Linked DNA regions of Mus musculus: regions 2 and 3 are each linked to region 1. Evidence: chromatin contacts called from public HiChIP or PLAC-seq and promoter capture Hi-C data. All regions are on one chromosome and are shown on one strand. The core of a region is the stretch at or near the end of the contact, and the rest is flanking DNA. Distances in the headings are between cores, read along the strand shown. Region 1 holds the start of Cttnbp2 (cortactin binding protein 2). Region 2 holds the start of Ankrd7 (ankyrin repeat domain 7). Region 3 has its middle 53 kb from the start of Lsm8.

The links. Promoter capture Hi-C pulls out the DNA fragments that hold promoters and counts their contacts. HiChIP or PLAC-seq counts read pairs in DNA pulled down with a chosen protein or histone mark.
Region 2: a contact with region 1 is called in a promoter capture Hi-C map of hippocampal neurons, with 4 times the contacts expected there. The contact joins the promoter of Ankrd7 here to the promoter of Cttnbp2 in region 1. A contact is called at or near these places in 2 of 39 promoter capture datasets (cranial neural crest and hippocampal neurons), 1 of 484 Hi-C or Micro-C datasets (cortical neurons) and 2 of 115 datasets of contacts at active chromatin or transcription factors (embryonic forebrain and forebrain).
Region 3: a contact with region 1 is called in an H3K4me3 HiChIP or PLAC-seq map of embryonic forebrain, with 5 times the contacts expected there. The contact joins the enhancer-like site here to the promoter of Cttnbp2 in region 1. A contact is called at or near these places in 3 of 484 Hi-C or Micro-C datasets (Sertoli cells, adipose-derived mesenchymal stem cells and nephron progenitors) and 3 of 115 datasets of contacts at active chromatin or transcription factors (embryonic forebrain, embryonic hindbrain and forebrain).

The regions. Positions count from the first base shown.
Region 1 is chr6:18,513,398-18,516,588 of GRCm38.p6, reverse strand. It overlaps Cttnbp2 (cortactin binding protein 2), which reads left to right and starts at 1,720. Exons shown (of 23, transcript NM_080285.2): 1 at 1,720-1,934. The coding sequence starts at 1,854.
Region 2 is chr6:18,864,656-18,867,846 of GRCm38.p6, reverse strand. Ankrd7 (ankyrin repeat domain 7) reads right to left here and starts at 1,529. Exons shown (of 6, transcript NM_029202.2): 1 at 1,120-1,529. The coding sequence starts at 1,364.
Region 3 is chr6:18,794,058-18,797,248 of GRCm38.p6, reverse strand. No RefSeq gene overlaps it. Among named protein-coding and RNA genes, the nearest start is that of Lsm8, 53 kb to the left of the region's middle. Within about 2 kb of position 1,633, at least 13 of the 459 cell types and tissues checked have an H3K27ac peak or open chromatin away from gene starts, as enhancers often do. A contact at or near this core is called in embryonic forebrain, where this site is marked.

The DNA of each region.
Region 1 (3,191 bases), core at 471-2,970:
AAAAATTGAGCTGCAAGCCTAAGAACATATCTACTTCCGAGCAATAAGGGGTTTTAGATACCTCTCCTTAATTCCTAAATGAAATATATTATTTTTTTCCTCCTGCCTCTCCTTAGAAGTATGCCAGGTAATTTTTAGAGTAATAATTCAGCATCGGTATTAAGAAAACTAATGTACAAAAACAATTTTTTAAAAATAAAAACAAAATCAGGAAATATCCTTGCTTTTAATCTTAACTATTTACGATCAGTTCAAAATCTTTTACAGTCACGTGCTTTCCTTTCGCCTTAGAAGTCTAGATAGTCTCATATTGGGTAATTTCAAGAGAGCAGTTGACTAAATGAAAGCAAGTGGTGTGATGACCAAGACAGAGTACAAGCCACAGGCAGAGGAAATCAGCCAACAGTAAACAAAGGAAACTCTGTGCCTGGGTAACTTGCAGGTGGTTCCTAAGCTCTGACCCTTAACCTCGGGGCTCCAGGTGTGTTTCCTGGACTGCTCTTTCTAGGGGGAACTTTCTAGATTTTGTTGACCGATTCCTTTCAACGTCTTTGTAGAAAATATTTTCTTTGATTTCTGACAATATTCGGATCCAGTTCGGAAAATGAACAGTTAAGGTGTCAGGTCCTGTCAATGAGAGCAGGCTGGGATCTTGTTGTTTAGTCATTTTGTTTGTTTGTTTGTTTGCTTGCTTGCTTGCTTGTTTTCAAGGCTATACTCCATGTACTGAACATTCCAGTCACCCACCTTCCAGAATATCAAGCGTGGGATTGGATGGTGCGTTGATTTGGCTTCAGGGAGACAGAGTTTGAATGCCTCCATTTGATTATGTGCTTTCAATGAACAAAATTTAAAAAAAAAAAAAATGTTAGAGATCTGGAGATTTGGGGAGGTCTTTGCCATAAGGTCTCAATAAGGTGATAGATTTTCAGATTCTGGGACTTGGCAGGAAAGGATGAGAACAGAATTAGAGGCAGGAGAAGAGGAGATTAATTGCTTGGGCCTAACTCATTCATATAAACTCCAGCCATGCATTTCCATATGATCATTTTTGACAAAGGTCTGTGTGTGTATCCTTGTGTTCTCATCTGTACGAAAGAAACTCCTGTTCTCTCAAAAGTAGTAAGACATTACTGGATACCTGGTGGTTTTTCAGAACAGACCTCAGGCTTGGGGCGGGTGGTGGTGGGAGATTCCACCTTCTTTGAAAAGAAACCCGAGCAGATAGGTACCTGCGGAGGAAGGGCGCTAAAAACAGCTGGACAGGGACTTTTAGCTGTGAGTTCAGACTTTCAGTTGATGGTTTGAGAGAGAACTAGCATCGAAGATGCGATAAAACAAAGCCGGGTGTACAAACCAAGAGGATAGACGTGTCCAGGCGACAGGGGCTGGCAAATATTAAGGAAGGCACCTCATTGGAGCTAGTGGAAGTGAGGGACAGTTGCTCAATTTTAGATTTATTTCACATCCAGGAGTCTGGCCTCCAGATCGGCTTGTGCCCCACTGTCTAAGCAAAGATTTTGGCCAGCCCGTCGCCTCGAGGGAGGAAGCTTGCTTTCTTTTGCATCCCCCGGTGTTTGGTCCCCTCGACACCAGCGCGAGGCCGCGCATCTCTGGTGCTGGTTCTTGGTCCCGTGGGAGCGACTGGGCTAGCGGGTGGGCGGGGCGCCGCGTCTCCAGCGCGCACAGGGTTAAGCGGCAGGGGCGGCGCGGAGAGGCGGGAGGGGGCGGCCGAGCTCCCGGGCTGAGAGCGCGGCGGCCACAGCCAGCAGCGGGTTAAGTACCGCCCGCGCCGAGAGAGCTGAACCCCGCCGCCGCTCCGAGCTCGCATTCGGATCCGCTAGAGCAGGAAGATGGCGACGGACAGCGCGAGCTGCGAGCCCGACTTGTCCCGCACCCCGGGTGACACGGAGGGGGCCACGGCGGAGGCGGCGGTAACCGAGTTCCCTGGGCGCGGGGAACCGCGTAGACGCGGGCTGGGGTTGGTGCCAGGGTCCCCACTGGACACTCCCCTAGGGGTGCCCGGTCCTTTCCTGGGATGCCTTGTCTTTCTCTAGGGTGCTCCTTTAACTCCCCGAGGTCTCCCTTCCCAAGGGTTTCCCTTCCTTCTCCAGGATATCCCCTCTCTCCTGTTCCTCTTCCCTTGATTACCCATTCCTTCCCCGGGGTGTGCCCTTCGTGTGTCCCTTCCCCGTAGTGTCCCCAGGGCCAGAAGCGGGCTCAAGTGGGGAAACGCCAGCCCCCACCCCCGGGTACTAGGGGCCTGTCGGTCCTTCTGGACACCACACGCGTCCCTGGTGACCCCTTTGCTCACTCGCGGGGTATCTCAGTCTCCATTGTTCACCTCTCCGGGGTGCGGAGCGAACGCCAGTCTCGGGGTGCCTGACACCTCTCAGGGGACCTGGGGTAGCAGAGGCGGGAAGGTGAACCATCGCTAGGCAGGTGTGGGGATGCTCTTTGTGTGTGTGTGTGGGGGGGGGGGGGGCTCATGTGTCTTGGGGAGACTGGTGAGAGAGGCCCCGTAGCGCCTGCACTTTGGGTACTAGCTGACTGCCACTCGCTCAGTCATCTGTAGGGACCTTCTTCCCTAGCTAAAGCGGGATTGAACTGGGTTTTCTGAACCCGGTGTCAAAACATTGTTCCCTTTCCCTGGCGCCTTGACTTGCTTAGGCTCGTACCTGCTCCCTTCTTTGATACTCTAAATGTCTGCATGCACAGACATTCTCTTCTTACCCTGCTGTGGGGTCTTGACCCACAAAGCCAGGTTGGAAAATATTTGCAGGTTGAGGAAGCAGCTCTTGCTAAAGCTGCAAAGACCTGCAAAGAAAGACAGGTCTGGGAGCGCCTCCCACTCTTGGCCAAATCCAACAGCTCTTTTGGAGGAGTGGGACTGAGTGAGCTGAGTATCGCATGGACAACCCCTCAGTGTCTTCCACCTCCAGATCCAAATCCGGGTCTGGGCAGCAGAGGGCAGGAACAGATGTAAACAACCTGAGCTGTTGAATTTCCTCCCACCTCTGGCTTGGAACGAAAAAAAAAAAAAAAAAAAAAAGATGTGGAGGAAGGTACTTGGGTTGATAGCTGCAAAAGGCAGAACACGAGAGGAGGGGAGGGGAAGGGGCACCACTAATCCCCATCGTGAAAGTGGAAGAATCTGGGCTTGGGGAGCTTTTGGGGGAAATTGAGTTTTC
Region 2 (3,191 bases), core at 280-2,779, 350 kb before region 1:
TTGATTTTAATGAATTTTAAAAGCTAAACAAATGTCTTGAAAATTAAATATCATTTTAAAGAAAATTAGCTCTATTAAATTAAAAGATTTTTTTTCTTCCTGATTTAAAAGAAAGAAAGAAAGAAAGAAAGAAAGAAAGAAAGAAAGAAAGAAAGAAAGAAAGAAAGAAAGAAAGAAAGAAAAACAAATGGTATCTGGACTTCAGAATAGATGATAAAATAAGATACCCTAACACAATTCAGATTGCTCTCCAAAACTTAAGAAACATCCCTAACTAATACAAAGGGCAATGTCAAAGGCATCTTTCTCCCTGTTGTGTATTTCTCTGCCCATCAAGTGGTATTGTCATTTCCAATGTTGCAAATATATGTAACAACTATGTAAACCAGGCAGTATGTGAAATGTGTGATAAAATAAATAAGCTTGCTACATTATTCACGAACTCCAGGACCAGGGGATCTAGTGCCCGCTTCTGGTCTCAGCCAAATCACGAATGTGTGCCGGGTGATGGTGGCGGCGCACTCCTTTAATCCCAGCCCTTGGGAGGCAGAGGCAGGTGGATTTCTGAGTTCGAGGCCAGCCTGGTCTACAGAGTGAGTTCCAGGACGGCCAGGGCTACACAGAAAAACTCTGTCTCAGAGAAAAGAAAAAAAAAAAAAAAAAAAAAAAAAGAAAAAAAAAAAAAAACCCGAATGTGTAACACAAAAGAAGAAAGGCAACCATTGTCTGCCCAAGGAAGTTTGTTACATTATGTAAAGTTATCAAATTTCTTTAAACAAAACGATGTTATTTATTTTGGTATTTCCAGGTCTTAGAGACTTTGTAATTTCCTTCTTGATGATAGCCTTTCCTCACACACATACACCCTCCCGTGGGGCACAACGCATACCAAGAAGCAAAAGAGCCAATGTAAGAGAAAACAGTGAGCCAAGCAAACATGCGCAAGTTAAGGAGCCAAAACCTATGTGTGACCCTATGCCAAAGACAGTGATGCTGTTCAGGAAACCACAGAATGACACCCAGGTTCTACAGCCCTGACATGCTTTCTCTATAGTTGGAACAGCCAGCTGCCCCAGCTTGTCCTCCCCAGTTCCTCTCTAGACCCTAGGTTCCGGTCACCTGCTTCTTTTGTCCCGCCCATTCACATTGTATTTCTTGCGTTCAAGGTAATCCTTCAGCTTCTGCTCATTGCCAATGGTAGCAGCTTTATGAAGTTTCTTTAAGTGCTTATCTCGAAGGTGATATCCTCCACCTATGGACAGGCTGGGCGGTGCGGTTTTGGCCAGGCTAATGGGCACTTCTGAGGAGTGGCTGTGGGAATCATCTGTCTTCCTCTTTCCCCTGAAGGGGAAGAACTTCTTCATGGTAAGATCTCTAAGTAAGATGTTCCTGGGAATCCTAACCAACAGCCCGGGTCCTCTGCCGCAACCACCTTGTTCACAATTGCCTCTCGATCTGACCAAATCTAGACTTGTGTGCTGACAAGAATCTTTGCCTGGCTATAGCCAGGGACCAAAGCAGCTATATCTGTTGCCTAGAAACTGTGCAGAGCTTCTACTGCGCAGCTGCAGCCTTGATTGTGATCCAGTTAGCGGAACTGGATTTTCATATTTGATTGATTTTGGTATTATGGCCACATACACAATCTTGCCGTTAAATCCTGAGCCTTGGATAGAAACCTATTAGTGTATAGCCCATTTTCCTTCAAGGATGGATGAAATCGCTTGTTAATTTAACCAAATCAATGTGGGTTGAAGAAGGTGGATTTCTGCCCGTGGTGTTGTCTCCGCTTGCATGGTCACGTGCTATAGCTTGTTATACCTATCATCTCTGGATGATCTCAATTTTAAGCACACTTTGTAAACATGCCCCTCATGTTCCACCTTAACTTGTCTACTTAAAAAATTAAAAGTCCGTTGACGACTGAGCTCAATGTATCTAAGGCTCATTAACTCTATTGCTTTTCCCTGCCCTTGTCCACCTTTCCCTGTATGCTCTGTGTTCTACTTAACCAGACTGAATTCCACTCATTAAAATCCCTTCCATGTAAATGTAGTCAGTAAATGTGCCTGTTCTGCTTATGTCCTTTAAACCTAAGCCCTAGTAAACTCTAACCTGTTTTATCTACTCTGAGACTCTGAATAGGACTAAAGGGAACCACCATGCCGTCGGTTTTCCTTTTCAGTTCAAGAACATGACCTTTAAGAAGACTGCTACTCTGTCCATCAACACTTAACTAGTTTCCTACCCCAACTGTTGTCCCTTTCCTCTCCCCTGTTACATCATTTCTCTTCAATGCCCCTTGGCTAATGACTTTGCTTCATAATTGTTTGAGAATCACAGTAGAGAAATTCTACACGAGTCAAATAAACCTACCTAATTACCTGCATCTTATCCAAAGCAATAACAAACAAACAAAAAACCCATCTTGCCATTTTTTTCATGTAGGTTATATGTCCACATTACTATCAAAAGCCAGTATCATTCTATGTGCCCTAGACACTGTAGCCTACCTGATAACATTGCTTAAGTAAAATCTCCCCTGACTTCCTTATGTCTTACAAGTTTACTTCTCTGATCACTAATTCTGATTAGGATAAATATGTGTTAGGATATGTCACATAAAAAAACAAAAGACTTTTGGCTACTTTATAGATTCCCCCTTTCTACCACCCTAATCCATATCCCTTTCCAACCCCACAACACTAGGCAGGAGAGAAAGAATACTAGACTGGAAATGGGGTGTTGGCATCATGAGACTACTTCCTGGTGATTAGGGTATCAAGTTCCTTGAGGCAAATAAATTCCTTCTATGAAATAAGCAGCAATCAACAGCACCCAAACAGCAGCAACAGCAACAGCAAGGGCATCAGCAGCTGCCACCTCTCTTGGGACACTTGATATACCCTCTCAAGGGTTCCCAGAATTCCAAATATAAACTATCTTCACCTTTCAAAATCAGACCCCTGTCAGAGATGAATCATGCATGCTGTGGACAATCTGAGGCAGCCTCATATTAAGATAAAAACAACATTTGTGTGTTTTTAAAGAAACCAAAATCCCCACTACACCTAGATTTGAGTTTCTTTCTTTCTTTTTTTTAATTTAATTAACTAAGTAATTTTTTAAATTTTTAAAAATTTCTTATTAAATATTTTCTTCAATTACATTTCAAACGCTATCCCAAAAGT
Region 3 (3,191 bases), core at 384-2,883, 280 kb before region 1:
TCATCCTTTTTTAAAGCATACTTTCTTGTTATAAAGCATTACTTTTTTTTTAATTAGGTATTTTCCTCATTTACATTTTCAATGCTATCCCAAAGGTCCCCCATACCCACCCCCCCAATCCCCTACCCACCCACTCCCCCTTTTTGGCCCTGGCGTTCCCCTGTACTGGGGCATATAGAGTTTGCAAGTCCAACGGGCCTCTCTTTGCAGTGATGGCCGACTAGGCTATCTTTTGATACATGTGCAGCTAAAGACAAGAGCTCCCGGGTACTGGTTAGTTTTTTAATGTGGGGTAGAGCATATGATGTATGTAAGAGTGCCCATGTCCATTGGTGCATGCATGCAGGTCAAAGGAACACTTTAGTGAGTTGGTTTTCTCTATATATCATTGGTTCAGGGCATAAACATTAGGTTCTCATTTTTGTGCAGTAACTGCCTCTCCCCACTGAAGTGCCTCTCCAGCCCTTGCCTATCCATCTGGCTCTGTAAAGTGCAGAATGTCTCTAGCAATTAACCTCAAAACCACCCTAAGCTGATTATAGACTCATTAAGTAGATCCCTTTGTCCCAAGACCTTCTATCAGCAGATACTAACTGTGGGTAGTATTTGCTCCATCAAAGCCATCAATGCCAAGAACTGAATTAAGGAATTTTTTTTAAATTTTTTTCTCCTTGACTCAATCCTAGATATACTGAATAATATTCTGGCATGACGTCCCTATAATCTTATATTTGTAACATATTCCTTACATAGTTCTATGTGGATAATTCTATTGTCCATTACTTTGTCTTATTTCTCACTTCAAGCCTTCACTGTGCTAAGACTTTGACCAAAATTTATATAAAAAGTATATAGAAAACTTTGAACCTATCACAGAGAGCTTTTAGGTGATTTTGCCCCTGAGTTTCCCTAGATAAATATGAAGACATTGGTTTCCTTATTGCCCATTAATGCAGAAAGCTAAACATACACCATGCTACATATTTATCTATAAAAACACTGCAGAAAAATAGAAAACATATTCAGAAGAAATATTGATGACTTCCTATGTCTTCAATCACTGGCTAAGTTAGGTATTACAGTATTTTCTGATTTGTGTAGCCTCAATAAGAAGCCCTCTGTTTTTAGCATTCATTAGTGGACATGTTAACAAGTATTTATAATATCCTGCTGAGTCCTATTGGACTAGGAGAAAAATAATTATGTATATTTTTTCTGCTATGCAAATTTTGTTGAATTGGTTCACTACCTCTGAAAAGCTGCAAGTATTTGAAATTCAAATGAACATTACCATCTGTGGTCTTCATTAACATTATAATGGCATCGTGATTTTAGGCATTTTTTGTTGATAAATATTAGTTTCCTTCAGCTTTGTACTGCTACTTTTAATTTTTCAGCTCATGAAGTTTAATAGGTAATCTATAATGTATTGTAAATCACAAAGCTAAGAGAGATTTTAGTAATGATAGATTCCAATGCTCTATTTTTAAAAAGAAGAAACAACAAAAGGAAATTTTATTTACTTTTCTGATTACTGTGACCAAATACTTGATAAGAAATGACTTAAGGGAGGCAGGCTCTCTCTTCACTCACTGTTTGAGCAGTCAGGAGTCCATTATGACAAAGAAGGCACAAAAGCAGGAGTAGCCCAAGCTATGCTGACAGAAGCTCACTCACATTTCGACAGACTTGGAGACAGAGTGACTATGACACTAGTATCTTGCTGGTTGCCTTCCCTTTACCCTGTTTATTCAGTCCGAGATACCAGTATGAGGGATTTAAAAGGGTGTGTTTTTCAGGTGGCCAGGCCGGTTCAGTGGATAACGATGTCTGTTGCCAAGGCTGATGTCCTGAGTTGGTAAGAAAGAGAGAAGTGAGTCCGCAAATGTCCGTGCCTTCCTCCCCAAGAAGGAAACGCATTTAAAAGAGAGAGAGAGAGAAAGAAGAGATTGAGTGTCAAATAGAGAAGGAATGGACTTTGATAGTTAATCTTCAATGTCAGACTGATTAGATTAATGCTTGTAGAATAAGTGAAGCATCCATCTCAGTGAGTCTATGGAGGCATTTACAGAGAGGACCAACAGAGGATATCTGTCCTGAATGCAGGCAGGAGCATCCCTTGTGTTTCACAGTCTTGGGTAATGCTACTTCTTCAGCTCTGTTATCTGGGATATGTGTGTCCCCTTTTAGGGACCAGTTCTACTCAGTACCTATAGATTTCCTAGGCAAATGTGTCACGTTTCTACTGTTCTAAATATTCTGTGTTCTTTATTATAAGGAAATTAGACTCCACCTTCATGGTTTCACATAATGGCCACAAAAGGCTTCCTTGCAGGAAATAGAAACCTGCCAGCTTTCCAGAAAGCTGACCACTGCAGCTTTCTGAAAATCCGATGCAGCTCTCTGAGATCTCAGATTTCATGTATCTCAGTTTTCTAGAAAACTGAAACCATGAGGTTGAGTACAGTTTCTGATGCCAGCTTCAGATGTAGCTTGGTACCTTCATGCCACAGCTGCGGCAGCCTCTGTGGGACTTTGCAGCTTAAACCTGGAAAAACACTTCCCTAGATGACTGTTTCCAGCCTAGTGTCCTTAAGGATCTATAGTTTTAGGCACTTTCCTTTCATTAAGCAAAAATTACTATATCCTAGACTTCAATGGTTAGCATCTTGGCCCAGGACAGGTTCTCTATTGTCCCCATGTAAATCGATACTAACCTTGTCTTCAACTTTACATTCTCTTATGCTGCTGTCTTTTCCATGGTTCTGTTCTCCTTACTGCACTCCTTCACTGTCCACAAGGATAGAAGCAGTAACAAGTAACCATGATTGCTGTACTGTATTATAATTTCTTACACTAAATAATTACGTTCATTACTATTGAATTCAGGTTGACTCAAGTTATCAGGACAGGGCAGAAAATGCAGCCAGGTGTTATGCTAGAATATAATATGAATGGCCATCAGTCAAATTCACTGTGAACCCTTGTTCTCCTCTGAAATGACATTAACTGACTTCATTTCCCAGATTGCTATCTGGTATTCTCCCACCATAATGGCTCATAAAGTTCTGCTTACAGAATTCTGGGGCTTCTACTTTCAGAATTCCAGGCTGCAGCATTAAACCCTTCTAAGTTGATTGCTCATACCTTCCAAATATCTTTTAAAAAAAATCACATGTCAAATTTATAAG